Regions from separate parts of the Sus scrofa genome. Here region 1 is linked to region 2. Evidence: chromatin contacts called from public Hi-C data. All regions are on one chromosome and are shown on one strand. Each heading gives the region's core, a stretch centred on a gene start, on an enhancer-like site or on the middle of the called end of the contact. The rest is flanking DNA. Distances are from core to core; before and after follow the strand shown.

Region 1 (2,733 bases), core at 215-2,714, 84 kb before region 2:
AACATATATCCCGACTGTAAGGGAAGGAAGGGGGCCCATCTTTACCACCAAAGCGACCAAACCCAGAGGGCTTTCCCACCATCTGAACATCCAACACCCACAGTCACGTGCAGGGGAGACTGACTCCTTCCAAACCCCTCGGCCTGTGACAGCATCCAAGGTGCCTACTAGCTGACAGTTCATCAAAATTCAACTTACCTGCTTTGGGCATCTTTCATAAAAAGGGTGCCATCTTTCATGTTTAAAATGCCTGATTACACATTTAAATATTTAAGGACCTACTCAGTTGCTTCCTAGAGAGTGAGGCTGAGAAACTTCCAATTATAAAAGACTACTCCTCCTAAGGTGAAAACTAAAACAAATTATCAATGCACCATCAATTGTTTAAACATGGCTAATTTTCCTCACGCTTTAAATTTTCAAAACCAGTGAAAGTTTTTGCAACTATTACATGGAATAACCCAGAATCAGAGCGTCTCTTGCAAACTAGAAAATCATACCAAGATTGGATTTTAATGATAACCTGTTTTACAGATGACAAACTGATTCGATTTGGGACAGAAAATGTTGACTGTGAAGTTATGTAACAGGGTGACACTGGGTCTGTCTTACAAAATTGCTTCTATGTACACTTGCTGCTCCATCAAAAAGACTCGATGTGCCAAAGTATCAAGCCAGAGCGGAGAAAACGTTCTGGAAAAGTCCCTCCCAGAACTTTCTTTCTTTTCTTTCCTTCTTTTTTTTTTTTTTTTTTAGGGGAAGAGATTTAATAGGTTCAGACCAGGAAAGAAGTTAGAACCTCAACAAGCAAACAGAGGGTTCTCGACTTGAGCTGTGAAATCAATGCTTCCTCAATAGGAAAATGAATACAGAGAACGACAATTTATTGAGCCTTTATTATGTGCCTGGCTCTATGCTAAGCAGGAGACCTAAAAGCAGCAACCTCGGAGTTCCCATCGTGGCTCAGTGGTTAATGAATCCGACTAGGAACAATGAGGTTGCGGGTTCGATCTCTGGCCTTGCTCAGTGGGCTAAGGATCCGGCGTTGCCGTGAGCTGTGGTGTAAGTCACAGACGCGGCTCAGATCCTGCGTTGCTGTGGCCCTGGTGTAGGCGGGTGGCTATAGCTCCAGTTTGACCCCTAGCCTGGGAACCTCCCTATGCCGCAGGAGCAGCCCAAGAAAAGACCAAAAAAAAAAAAAACACAGGAGCCTCCCAGACCTTTCAAGAGGCACTTTTCAAAACTCGCCACAGTTCAGAACCCTGAACTTCGTCCCTGGTTTGGACTGCTGATCATAAGGGCACTGGGATGACAGTTCCCTTTCTTCCTGGCAGATTTTCACTACACAGGAGCTTCAGAGTCTAATGCAAATTAATTCCAGCGCTGCCAATTACCAGGCTCGGTCCCTGGGGCAGGTCCCATCACCGCTTCCTGGACTTACATATTTCTTCATCTTCCCTCACGTGAGGCAATGAGGTTAGGACAGCCTGAGATAAGCAAAAAGCATGGACCAGGGCAGACCCTCAAAAGGGAAGTAAAGCGTGGTGGCGGGAGTGAGCAAGGCCTCACTGAGGTCAGCAGACTGTGGCCGGCTGGCTTGTAAATACAGCCACAGGCAAATCTGCTCATCGCTGGGCCTCAATCTCCCTTTCTGTAAAATGGGAGTAACTCTATGCCTCACGGATTTATCACGAAAGGTTAATAAATAAAACCTAACTGGTGAGATTGGGAAGCTGCCCCAGCGCCAGATGCAAGGTGGGTGCTCCAGGTCAGGGTCCTCTGCCTGCCACAGTAATGCTTTTTTTTTTTTTTTTTTTTTGTCTTTTTAGGGCTGCGTCTGTGGCATTTGGAGGTTCCCAGCCTAGGGGTCTAATAGGAGCTGCAGCTGCCGGCCTACACCACAGCCATAGCAGCGCCAGATCCGAACCTCATCTGCGACCTACACCACAGCTCACGGCCACGCTGGATCCTTGACCCACTGCGTGAGGGCAGGGATCGAACCCACAACCTCATGGTTCTTAGTTGGATTCATCTCCACTGCGCCAAGACGGGAACTCCTCCACAGGAATACTTTTCACGAGATCTGCAGCTGGGAGAGCAGAGGGAAAGAATGCAGGAAAAGCGCCCATGGAGTATGCCAGGCGGTAATCAAAATACCACACTCCCTGAGCAAGGGCTCCTGGGTTTCATACTCTAAACGTTTTACCTATCTAGTCACGTTTCATCTTTACAAAGATCCGACAAAGTATGCGTAATTACCCCTACTTTACAGACGAAAAAAATGCTAAAAGAGATTAAATAACTTAACCAATGTCACCAGACTAGCACACGGAGGGCTGAAGTCTGCATCCAGGGGGCATATTTTCAAGTGCTAAATAACTATTCAACCATGGTTGAATGACGACAATTATTCATTCAACAGATACTACTCGTGATGCAAAGAAGACAATGGTGACCTAAGTAGGAAGAAATTCGAGGGTGTTTTTTTTTTTTTTTTTTTTTTTTAAGGGCTGCACCCAGGGCATATGGAAGTTCCCAGGCTAGGGCTCCAATCAGAGCTACAGCTGCCGGCCTACACCACAGCCACAGCAATGCCAGATCTGAGCCACGTCTTCAATCTACACCACAGCTCATGCAATGCCGGATCCCTGACCCACTGAGTGAAGCCAGGGATCGAACCCGAGTTCTCATGGATACTAGTCAGGTTCGCTATTACGGAGCCACAGCAGGAAC
Region 2 (2,700 bases), core at 126-2,625:
AAGTCTCAAGCACACTCGATCTGGTTTTCCTGGATTTTGATAATCTAGGTTCCCTGAGTATTGTAGACAAGTGGGGTGTTTGTACCCATCTTCTGGATTGGGAAATTGAGGCCTGGAGAGATTTTTTTTTTTTTTCTCCCTAACACTCCCAGGACCATACCTTGAGATGGTGGGTAATCAAAAGGTGGATTGAGAGTTCCCATTGTGGCTCAGCAGTAATGAACCCAACTAGTATTCATGAGGAAGTGAGTTCAATCCCTGGCTTTGCTCAGTAGGTTAGGGGGTTAGGGATCTGGCATTGCTGTGAGCTGTGGTGTAGGTCACAGATGAGATTCAGATACCGTGTTGCTGTGGCTCTAGTGTATCAGCAGCAAAGCTCTGATTCGACCCCTAGCCTGGGAACCTCCAAATGCTGCACATGTGGCCCTATAAAAGCAAAAAGCAAAAAAAAAAAAAAAAAAAAAAAAAAAAAAGAGTTGGATTGGGGAGTTCCAGTTGCAGCTCAACAGGTTAGGAACCCAACTAGTATCCATGAGGATGTGGGTTCGATCCCTGGCCTCACTCAGTGAGTTTAATGATCTGGCGTTGCTGCAAGCTGAGGTGTAAGTTGAAGATGTGGCTTGGACCTGGCATTGCTGTGGCTGCGGCGTAGGCCAGTGGCTGTGGATCTGATCCGACCCACACGCAGAAATATTTGGGTGTCAGCAGAAATAAAGCTCACACTCTCTTTAGCACTGAGCCTTGTAAGAGCTCAGATTCCCCTGCAGCGATCCACTTGGCACAAGGGAATTGTTTGTCCTTTAGGACAAAGGTCGGGGTGGCGTGGTGCAGAGATGAAGGGCGGGGTTGCCTGGATCAGGCTGCTTAGCTGCAAATCCTGGCTCCTCTCCGCACTACCTGACCAGCTTTGCGAGAATTATTTAACCTCGGCTGAATGTGAAATGGGCAGAGATGCTAATAGGATCTACCTCCCACATTCCTTATGAGCGTGTGACAACAAAATGTGCTTAGAAAAAATAGAAAACCGTGATGAGTTCCTGTCGTGGCTCAGAGGAAATGAATCTGACGCGTATCCATGAGGATGCAGGTTCGATCCCTGGCCTCGCTCAGTGGGTCACGGATCCAGTGTTACCCTGAGCTGTGGTATAGGTCACAGATGCGGATCCCACGTTGTTGTGGCTGTGGTGTAGGCTGGCAGGTACAGCTCCGATTCGACCTCTAGCCTGGGAACCTCCATATGCCGCGGGTACAGCCCTAAACAGACAAACAAGAAACAAAACAAAATGAAAAGTGCTTAGAACAGCATCTGCCAAGAGCACTCAGACATTATACGGTTTTACCAGGCATTCAGGAGAGACACACGTCACAGGGTGTAGACTCAGGGTGGGTTAGGGCCAAGGTCTGGAGAGCCCTGCCAACACTCCCCTGTCCCAGCAGCTACCTGCACGGGGCCTGGCTGTGTTCCAGGAAAGCTTTCCTGAGGCAGGAGACTGACCACAAACCCTGCTGTCTGTCCACTCTAATGAGATGTTAGTTCCGACCCAGAGACCAAGATAGGACTGACCGGAAATCAGTGAAAGGGAATTCCAGATCTTATTGAACAGTTTTGTTGGTTGTTTTTTTCTGTAATGTGAAAATACATTTTATTTTTTTCTTAGCCTTTCTATGTATGTATTGATTGATTGATTGATTGATTGTCTTTTTAGGGCTGCATCTGCAGCATATGGAAGTTCCCAGGCTAGGGGTCGAATCAAAGCTATAGCCGACAGCCTACACCACAGCTCACAGCAACGCCGGATCCTTAACCCACTGAGTGAGGCCAGGGATCGATCCCGCATCCTCATGGATACTCATCGGGGTCATTATCACTGGGCCGTAACAGGAACTCCCTTTTCTATTTTTTTTTTTATTTTTTTTTTGTCTTTTTTTTTTCTGTTGTTGTTGTTGTTGTTGTTGCTATTTCTTGGGCCGCTCCCGCGGCATATGGAGGTTCCCAGGCTAGGGGTCGAATCGGAGCTGTGGCCACCGGCCTACGCCAGAGCCACAGCAACGCGGGATCCAAGCCGCGTCTGCAACCTACACCACAGCTCACGGCAACGCCGGATCGTTAACCCACTGAGCAAGGGCAGGGACCGAACCCGCAACCTCATGGTTCCTAGTCGGATTCGTTAACCACTGCGCCACGACAGGAACTCCCCTTTTCTATTTTTTAAATTGAAGTATAGCTGATTTACAGTGTTGTGCCCGTTTCCGCCGCACAGCAAAGTGACTGTCTTACACACATAGCCGTTCTTTTTCCGTATCATCCTCCATCATGTTCTATCACAAGTGATCGAATATAGTTCCGTGTGCTGTGCAGCAGGACCCCGTTGCCCAGCCATTTTTCTCTCACTTTAATGATTTTTATTTTTCCCATTATGCCCATCCAGTGCAAATGGAATCGTTGGCATCGACCAACCCCAAACTCCCCGTGCTTCCCGCTCCGTCCCTCGTCCCCCTCGACCACCACACACACGTCTGCTCTCCATGTCTGTGATCCGTTTCTGTGCAAGACAGACTTTTGTTCTTAAACCAGCATTTCTGTAGTAAGAAGTGCTTCTGCTTGGTACGCAGAGCCTTGTTAAATGCGGGGGCCCCCATTTTGCCACCAGGGACTGGCCCCCGGCTGCGCTGTTGGGAAGGGCTGGAGGTGGGTTTCCA

What was found. Hi-C and Micro-C count contacts between places; a contact is called where the count stands out from the background.
Region 1: a contact with region 2 is called in a Hi-C map of liver, with 3 times the contacts expected there. The contact joins two enhancer-like sites. A contact is called at or near these places in 5 of 5 promoter capture datasets (fetal liver, fetal skeletal muscle, liver and 1 more), 25 of 47 Hi-C or Micro-C datasets (adipose tissue, alveolar macrophages, blood and 12 more) and 2 of 2 datasets of contacts at active chromatin or transcription factors (alveolar macrophages and skeletal muscle).

Annotation. Positions count from the first base shown.
Region 1 is chr7:116,791,247-116,793,979 of Sscrofa11.1, reverse strand. All of the region lies in intron 1 of GLRX5 (glutaredoxin-related protein 5, mitochondrial), which reads right to left. Among named protein-coding and RNA genes, the nearest start is that of GLRX5, 5.3 kb to the right of the region's middle. Within about 2 kb of position 1,464, at least 2 of the 83 cell types and tissues checked have an H3K27ac peak or open chromatin away from gene starts, as enhancers often do. A contact at or near this core is called in liver, where this site is marked.
Region 2 is chr7:116,706,771-116,709,470 of Sscrofa11.1, reverse strand. The region is part of intron 8 of SYNE3 (nesprin-3); the gene reads left to right. Among named protein-coding and RNA genes, the nearest start is that of SYNE3, 62 kb to the left of the region's middle. Within about 2 kb of position 1,375, at least 4 of the 83 cell types and tissues checked have an H3K27ac peak or open chromatin away from gene starts, as enhancers often do. A contact at or near this core is called in liver, where this site is marked.